Linked DNA regions of Rattus norvegicus: region 1 is linked to region 2. Evidence: chromatin contacts called from public Hi-C data. All regions are on one chromosome and are shown on one strand. Each heading gives the region's core, a stretch centred on a gene start, on an enhancer-like site or on the middle of the called end of the contact. The rest is flanking DNA. Distances are from core to core; before and after follow the strand shown. Region 1 has its middle 40 kb from the start of Hivep3. Region 2 has its middle 55 kb from the start of RGD1563049.

Region 1 (4,516 bases), core at 1,734-4,233, 95 kb after region 2:
TCCTGACAAAGCTACTGAGCTTGGCCACTCTAGGGGTGTTTGGTCATTGGCCCTGGTGTCTGAGGGGGCTGAGTGGGAGATCCAGTCTTACAGAAAACATGCCTCCTATCCTGTAAAAGGACAAGCCCACAGCCCACGCAGGGCTGGGAGAGGTGCAAAAGGCCCCTCGCAGCACCTAAAACAGTCTGTACAACATGACTTTAGGGTCTCAGCTTCTATTGTTCCCATCATGAAAAGGACATTTCTGCTGGTTTGATTTGACTCAACTCAGTGTATGCTTCCCCCTCCTTTCCGTGTCTATGCAACTTAGACTCACACTAGATTTTATTTATCTTCAGTACTCAGTCAGATAAACCTTCAACGGTGAAGAGCCAGCATCATTGGGGAGGATGGGGGTGGAGGGATTGGGAGACAGCTCTGTCAGTAAAGGGCTGCCACACAAGCATGAGACCTAAGTTCAGATCCCCCATCCCTCCCCTATCTATGGAAAGGCTGGAGGCATCTGCGCACAGAGGTACCCAGGACTGGAGTGGTAGGAAGACGCAAACCCTGAGAACCCATCGACCAGTCAATCTAGATCAATCAGTGAGTTCCAGGTTCCCTGAGAGATGCTATTTCAGAAAATAAGGTGATCAACAACTGAAGAAATCATCTGATATCAACCTCTGGCCTCCATATGTGTGCACACATACTAACAGAAGACACAGATAGACAGACAGACAGACAGACAGACAGACAGACAGACAGACAGACAGACAGGTGCATGCACACACGCACGCACACACACACACATCTATAATAAAAGAAGTTAGACTTGGTCTCACAGGTCTTGTTTGCTTTTAGCGAGGGGTAGTGTGAAGAAGTACATATATGATCAGGAGCTCCAGGCTGTAGTGGGGCTCATTGCCTGCTGAATACCTAGAATCTAACCTTCACTCTCCCTCATGTATGTCCTCCCTCCTGTATGCCCTCCCTCCTGGATACCCTCCCTCATGTATGCCCTCCCTCCTGAATGGTACAGATGACTATGAGTCCTCCCAGAGTCAGAAGTGAGCCAAGAAGGAGACACAGGTGAAAGGGAAATGCTGGCCTTGGAAAGCTCCTGGCAGGCAGCTCCCATCCTCTCTGGGAAGAACCCAAAGGCCTCCTGGGAAACACATTCTTTCACTGTCCCCTTACATCTGAGACCACCCATCTGGTCTCGGGGATCTCCCAGCTGCTCCTCAGCCAGCTGTTTGTCTCCAACTGTCCTGTGGTTACAGATCTTTCTAGCGTTCTCAGAAGCCTCTTTCTCAGGTTGGCTCCAGGAAGGGAACTCAGCCCCACTGAGTGAGGAGCAGACAAGTCTGGGGAGGGTCCCGGGAGGGCCAGCCTGGGAGAAGCCAGATGAGTGTTGCCTTGTATTTTTCAAATAACTCCATGTCCACAAAGCTAAAAATGTGGTCCGTCCTTACATATTTTATATGTATGTGTGTTCCCAGTACATTTCCTTCTAATTTTTAAAACCATACATAACATTTAATCCATATGGTTCTGATTCCTTAACACTTAAATCATCCAAATGTTGTTTTGTAAGATCTATTTGCAAATCTCTTTACATAAGCTTTTAACTCATTCCATCTCAAGGGGAGAAAATCAGGATCCTTAGGGTGGGGCTCCTCTTCCTGGCTTCTGTTTCCTTACCCAAGGCCAGGATGATGCCTTGGCCAGTCTGGTCTGGGCCCTAGATGCTTGGGCTTCGTCTTCAGGGCAGAGAGTTGGGGAGCTAGGTAGGAGAAGGATAGATAGACAGAAAGGATCCTACAGGCTCTTGTCCACTTCCTAGCTCTCCAGATCTTCTGCCCATAAAGGTTTGAGGGACATAAACAAGGTACTTAACCAGGGTAGGGTAGGGGAACCAATGGGGCTTTCCCCACATGTGTGCCTCTAGGGCAGTGCTGGGGCAGGTGGAAGCCTGTTGGGCTCTGGGTCATTCTTCAAGAATCCTAAGACAGCAAACATCACACTGTAGTCAGTCTGGGCCTGGAGCAACAGGTGGCATTGTTACTTCAGGCTCTGGGGACCAAGAGGCCCAAAACAGTGGCCCCAGCACCAGAGGCACAAGACACTGGTAAGATACAAAACACTGGAGCTCAGGAGAGGGTCAGAGCTTGGAATGAGCTTCCAAGCACCCACTTTCACTTGGGAGCCCCCACCCAATGTACCCGGCCCCCAATGTACCAAGGAGATGAAGACAGGAAGGTGGCCGTTCAAATGGGAAACAAAATTTTCAAAACATAGACTGAGATTCCCCTTAGGGTCCCCGACTTTAGGCAAAGTTCACTCTTCAACCTAGAGTTGTTGCTCGATCTAAAGGTGTCTTACCCCCAGTCTCCCTCTCTCTTGTCCCTGCTCCCTTGTGACCAGCCTCTAACATACAGTACCCTTAAGCTTCTTCCTGTTTTCCCGGCATCTCTCTCCTCTGATGGACACCACCTACCTGACAGTTCCCTTCCTCTGAGAAGTTTCTTGGGATCGGTAGACATTGGCCTTCCCCTCTACCTCCACAGCCAGTCTTTCTAAACTGTCGTTATGTCCCAGACTGAATGTCCGGGAAGGATGCTTCAGGACTGTGCTGGGAGCTGGCAGTGGGATTCAGAGAGAAGTCGCTGCTGTCCAGGGAACCCTGGTGTGTTTAAGGCAGGTCCCATGTGACAGCTTTCTGAGAAGTCAGGGTGGAATTTGAAGATAGTGCCCACAAACTCTGGCCAAGGGTGTGAGATAAGAGAAAAAGAGTCTTGGGATGTCCAGGTGTGGCATAGCTGCTGGGATTCCCTGCTGCAGGGGCCTGTGGGCAAGCTCTGATCTGGATACCACCCGTGTCTGTATCCACAGAATGGGATTTGTTTCTCTGCCAGTTCCAGAAGGAGCAAATCCCAGACAGAGCGGCCTCTGGGACGGAAGAGCAGATGCTCAATCTAAAATTAGGGCCGCTGACTGCGGCTTCGTGGAGGCTTCGGAGCGGATCTGCTCCTCGCAGCTGTCAGTATGTAGCAGAGGAGACGTGGAGCCCCTGCGCCCTGGTGAGGCTGAGCAGCAACAGTGACAGCCAGCAGAGCTTGCAGTCTGCAGACTCCCTGTGGTGCTTTACTGGCCTTGACCTGTGGACTCAGATTCCCTTCCTAGGGGGGAGCTGCCTCAGGCCTCAAGGGGGCTCCTCTCTGACTTTTGACTATGAAAGCTTCCTTACGAGTTTAAACAAATAGTCTCATACTATCTTGCCAGGGAGAGCCTGTGTGTGTATATGTGTGTGTGTGTGTGTGTGTGTGTGTGTGTGTGTGTGTGTGTGTGTGTGTGTGTGTGTGTGTGTGTGTTTGGAGTATGGGGGGAGAAGCCAGAGGGGTTTCAGTGTTTGCCTTCCATCTTGCTTGAGAAAGGCTCTCTTTTCTGGGACTCTCCCATCTCAGCACTGGAGCCCTGAAGCTGCAGCGTCCCACTTCCGCCCTGATTTTATGTCTGTCCACAGATCTGAACTCAGGTCCTCATGCTTGTACCCCAAGAACTTTATCCGGAGTCAGCTCTCATGTCCCCTTCAGCTCTCACAGCCTGCCCTAGATGGGCTGTGGTTCTGGACACCAGTGGGAAACTGGGCATGTGGTGCATGTCAGCAAACCCACGCACACCAGGGAAGGGAAGACAGAGGGATCGAGAGTTCAAGACCGTGCTTAGTTAGCCCGGGAGGTACAATACTCCACATGCGACACTCCGTTTCAGAACACGAAAGCAAGAAAACAACAACAGAAACAACCCCCCGCCCCCACAAAACAAAACAAACAAACACAAACAGGCAGAAGGGAAACCTGGTTTAGGAATTTCACTTATTTCTCCCAAACCTGCAGTTCTCACAGCGGTCCACATACTGAGCTCCAGGATCCTGCATCAGCAGTTCCCACTGTTCATGGGGGCCTTCCCTATACCACGTGACTTAGCGTCAGCTGTCCCAGGGGGTTACGCTAACCTTTCCTACGTGTGTGACCCATCCCCAACCCCTGCCCTCCTGGTCACTGCTTCTGCTGCAGCACACCGCTCTGCTGCCATGCTGTCTGGAGTGTGTTCATTCCGTCTCTTCATGTCTACCTGCACTTCTGCGGAATACAAGCCATATAAGGCCAGGCAGGGGTTTGTTCCTGGTTCCTCAGATGTTTACCTCTCTCGATTGCACATTGTTATAGAATACATGTATTTAGGCGAAACAGCAGCATCCAAGCCCAGGCTAAATTCTCATTATGGTCCCTGATGATGTGCGGGGACGAAGGGTTGCCCGAGTAGGTTTGAGGTGTGTTTTGGTTCCCTTAGCACCATACTGAATGCTTGCTTATGTGTGTCTCTTTGCCAGAGAGGCACTACCAGGTGAATAGGGCTACTTCTGAAGGGGGAGGGGGAGTCCTCATTTACAGACTCATGAGATTCTGTAAGATCCTAATATCTGGAAGAATTGAGGCTTCAGCCTCTGCATGAGCAGGGATCTTTAGAGATA
Region 2 (4,679 bases), core at 1,646-4,145:
GTTCAACAACACCACTTGTTGGATGTTTATGTTGTTTCTAGTGTCTTGCTGTTACAGAAAATGCCATGGAGAACCCTTAAGTGTGTATGGTGGACCCAGGGGGCTATTAAGTTATGCCAACCAATAGGTTTTCTTGCTTAGAACATGTGAGATTTGGAGATGGTGACTGCCCCAGTCCTCACCACCTCAGTGGGCTCAGGGGCTTCTGGGAATGATCGGATGATTGGCAGAGACGATTGGTTCTATATCTGCACAGCTTTGGGGACTTGACCTCACTGAGGCAGCAAAAGGCTCAGCGCACCTGAAGCACAGTAGAGTTGAACAGGAAGCCAGAGTTCTAGCATACAGTGGAACTACGAGGTAGGCTAGCAGGAGCCATCTCTCTAGGGAACAGCCTGCAGGTGGTAAGCACCCAGGAGAAGAGAGCACAGTAGGCATTTTTTGCACACTATACACACTATCAACATTCACACTTGGACCAGGAAAGAAAGTGCTGCCAGTCCCATGGGGCTGCCGCACTGTGGTCCTTGATGTGACCATACCCTTATCAAACAGTCCCTTTTCAGGCAGAGCTTGGCTCTCTACAAACCAGAAGGGGTGCGGAAGGAGGGATGCTCCAGGTGCCAAGGGTAGGATGTGCAGGAAGGAAAGAGTGGGTTTGGGAAGGAGCAGAGACCGTGAGAGCCGGGCCAACCGAGGATGTGAATATTGTCTACAGAGCTCTGTAGCCTTCTTGGAGGATTGCTGTCAATAAATCACAATGTTGTTCAAATCTTTGGAGGGCTTGATTTGTGTTTCTTCCATGTGTCTCTGCTGAGACAGCTGTTTAGTATGGTTTTATTTAGGCTGTAGAGTTTTGATGGAGTTTATTCAAATACCTCCAGAGAGTATCAGCCTGCGCCCTCTTAGGGGCCGAGGGGATGGTTCAATGTCTTGCTGTTTGAATTCCCAGTGCCCAAGTAAATTCAGTCCTTTCTGTGTCTGAGGACAGGCAGATCAAGGGCTTGCTGGCCAGCCAGCCTGTCTAGCTGAGATGGCAGGTTTTAGATTCAGTGAGAGACAGTAATTGAGAAAGACACTTGACATTGACCTCTGGCCTCTGCACTTGGATTCACAGGTTTAGGCACTTGTACACACACACACACACACACACACACACACACACACACAGAGGGGGAGGGCATGCAGACAGACAGACAAACACAGAGACATACATACACATACAGAAACACACACAGGCACAGACACTCATCCAGACACATACACACTCTCATACAGAAACACACACAGATGTATATACACACAGAAAAATACACACAGAGACAGATACACACACACACACACACACACACACACACACACCCCAAATACAAATAAATACACTTGCCCCTCTATTTATGAGCCTGTCTGTGCTGAGATGGTGGATACTAAAAAACATTTTCTGCATACACAGTGGTGTGGAGGAGACATGGAAATGTGAGAGGCCTGACTCCAGGCCACACACTTGTCAGTCAAGTGCCCCAGCCAGAGGTGGGATTACACCTATCCATGCTGTTATATTCTCTCCTGGACCCTTACAGTTTGGAAAGTTTCCATCGAATCTGGGCAAATGCCCAGAGTATGTGTGTGAGCTTTCCACTAGCCTAGATGTCAGAACTGTGGGTCAGGAGTGGTTGCTTTCTCTGTAGGGTGCCAGCTCTCACACTTGGATTGCCCAGTGGAGATATAACATGAGTCACAGATGCAAACTGCATGTATACTTTTAAATGCTCTGGTAGTCACATTAAAAAGAGTAGAAGGAACTGTTTGAACCTAATTTTAATACTACATTTTCCTTAATGGAATATACCTAAAGTGTGTGTTGCTTCTCTACGTGGTCAATATGAAAACTCACCCAAGCTCACACTGTTCGTTCCCTATTAAACACTTGAAAACCACTGTGTACTTTAGAAGGACATGTAGCCAGCTACATTTTCATAGCCATGGGTAACTAATGGCTCTCTCACAGGGCGTCACTAGCAGGAGAAGCAGGTCTTTGGCTTCCCCCAAAGACACTATTCTGGCAGCAGAGCTGCCTCTCAGTGTTCTAGTTGCCCAGAGCAACAAGGCCTGAGTGGGTCACGTGCTGGGTGCCCCTGCCTGACCCAGAATCCCCATCTTTCTCTGCCTGTTCCCAGCAATGCAAGGCAGCCTTCTACTTTGAAGTCCTAGAAACCCCAAGGAGTCTGATTCTAAATCCAAGAATAGACTGTGGCCATAGCCCCCAGCCCCCAACACACGTCATTTAGAAGAACTCATTTCTGTCACCCGGGGCATCTAGCCACTTGCCCTGGCAGCCCACAGGTAAGACAATGACTTACACCAATTTTGAATTCACCTTTCTTCCCAAGAGAATTTTGCCCTCTATGGGCTTTGGGCAAGCCCCTTCCATTCTGAAGAAGAAACCCCCCATTCATGATGTTGCCAGCAAGAGAATACTGTGCTCATAAAACAGGACTCACCTAGTGACCAGTACTGGATAGCTCTGGCATTTTCTTACAGCCCAGGGCTCTGGACACTTGGAAGAAAAAACATGGTGTGTGTGTGTGTGTGTGTGTGTGTGTGTGTGTGTGTGTGTGTGTGTGTGTGTGTGTGTGTAGTAACTGGAGTATCCTGAAAAAGCCCCGAGGCTGCCCCTGCCTTCATAACTCCACAGCCCTCCTGCGAGCTTGGCCTGCCTTTCTCCCTCCCACTCTCTTTTGTTAAGTGGCACAAGGAGATGTTATTTATTGTACCTTTCTGACAAGTAAAAGCCATTGCTCTGATTTACAACTCGGCCGCCCCCTCTCTTGAGTCAGTGTGTGATTCATCTCCTTAACGTGATACTTCCGAAGCGTGTGGCTCACTCTCAGGATGAGTGGAACAGCCTTTTCTGCCAGACTTCTCCTCAGGCCTTTAGCTGCCCTTCCTGGCACACCATGCCCAGCCAAGATCCAGCCATGGTTCTCTGCTGCAGAACTTGATGTTTTCCTCCCAGCAGTGGCTCTGTCCCATACTGACCTCCCAAGAAAATTAGTCAGGGCCTTGGGGAGCTCCTGAGTCAGAGTCAGCGCAAACCCCAGATGCAGTTTGGATGGGGGCGGGGGAGGTCAGGCTTGGAAACCATCACTGGATTACTCTGCAGACCTGTCAGAGTGAGGGGACTGAGCAGAAGCCTGGAGCCACCCACCCTCCAGGCTGTGGTTTGTGACCTGGCTTCACAATTCCAAAATCTCCCAGCAGGCTCCAAGCTCTGGAGTCCACCTACTTAACTCCTCACTCACTCACTCACTCATTCATTCAACAGCCTTCAACTCCCTTCTGAGCTTGTGCTGCCTAAATTGTGACAAAACATAAGTAGCAATGATTACATAAGCCATTTTGAGCTAACTCAATGACATTAAAAAACATTCACATGTGGGCTAGAGGGATGGTTCAGCAGGTAGAGTGCTTGGTCTGCCAAGTGGGAGGCTCTGAGTTCAGTTCCCCAGAGTTCCAAAGGCTGAGCATGGCTGTGCATGCTGTGGTAACCCAGCCTCCTGGAGGCGGAGACATGCAGATCCTGAAAGCTTGCTAGCCTGCCAGCATAATTGAAACAGCAAGCTTCCAGTTCAGGGAGAGAGAGGCCCTGTCTCAAAGCAGAAAGGCAGAGGCTCATAGAGATGCCTGACATCCTGCTGCAGCTTCTTTCTGTATGTGTGCACAGGTACACCCACCCATACACTCACATGCATGTACCACCTACAAATATACCACAGACACACATGCACACTTACATGCATTCACACACTCACATGTACACTTACACACATATATACTTATACATTCGCACAGGCTCACATATGTATGTACTCACACAGACATGTGATCTATACACATTCATACACTCATATTCACACATGCACACACATTCACACTCACATACCCACACATACACATTCACACACAGGCATTCACACTCTCACACATACATTCACACATACACATATGCATGCATGCTCACGCTCATGTACATGCATTCACATTGATTCTGTCTCTGTCTCTCTGTCTCTCTCTCTGTCTCTCTCTCTGTCTCTCTCTCTGTCTCTCTCTCTCCCTCTCTCTGTCTCTCTCTCTCTCTCTCTCTCTCTCCCTCTCTCTCTCTCCGTCATGCAACCATCACCACCATCTTCAGAACTTTTTATCTTTCCAGACTCTGAAACTCTAACCCAATCCTCCTGCCCTCCACCCCTCATAGCTGCTGTTCCGTGTGCGCATGTCTGTGAACGCGGCTTCCCAGGTGCCTTGCACAGGTGGGATCATCTGCCAGCATTTCCCTGCCAGAGTCTAGCACAGCATAGTCCAATCCAAGCTCTGACTTGACAGGACTGGGAAGAGACCCTCAACAAAGAGCATGATAAACCCAGTGCCCAGGTCACTCCCTCTTTCTCCTTGAGTCTCTGGTATGGAATGACATGCCCCACCTAATTCATAGCCTTTCTCTTTCAGAGGCCTTACAGACAGTCCTCATGGGAGAGGCAAAGGCACGGGGCACAGGAGAGCAAGACTGGTCATTGAAACTGTCTGGCTTTGCTGTCCCTGATCTCAATTCCCACGTGTGTGGCTGTAGACAGCCAGGACCCTTCCTTTTCCCATGTTTATCCTGGTGGCCTCCAGGAAGA

What was found. Hi-C and Micro-C count contacts between places; a contact is called where the count stands out from the background.
Region 1: a contact with region 2 is called in a Hi-C map of prefrontal cortex, with 2.2 times the contacts expected there. The contact joins two enhancer-like sites. A contact is called at or near these places in 3 of 12 Hi-C or Micro-C datasets (Schwann cells, mammary epithelial cells and prefrontal cortex).

The regions. Positions count from the first base shown.
Region 1 is chr5:138,900,983-138,905,498 of GRCr8, forward strand. It overlaps a transcript of Hivep3 not described here. Among named protein-coding and RNA genes, the nearest start is that of Hivep3, 40 kb to the right of the region's middle. Within about 2 kb of position 2,984, at least 18 of the 93 cell types and tissues checked have an H3K27ac peak or open chromatin away from gene starts, as enhancers often do. A contact at or near this core is called in prefrontal cortex, where this site is marked.
Region 2 is chr5:138,805,591-138,810,269 of GRCr8, forward strand. It overlaps a transcript of Hivep3 not described here. Among named protein-coding and RNA genes, the nearest start is that of RGD1563049, 55 kb to the left of the region's middle. Within about 2 kb of position 2,896, at least 40 of the 93 cell types and tissues checked have an H3K27ac peak or open chromatin away from gene starts, as enhancers often do. A contact at or near this core is called in prefrontal cortex, where this site is marked.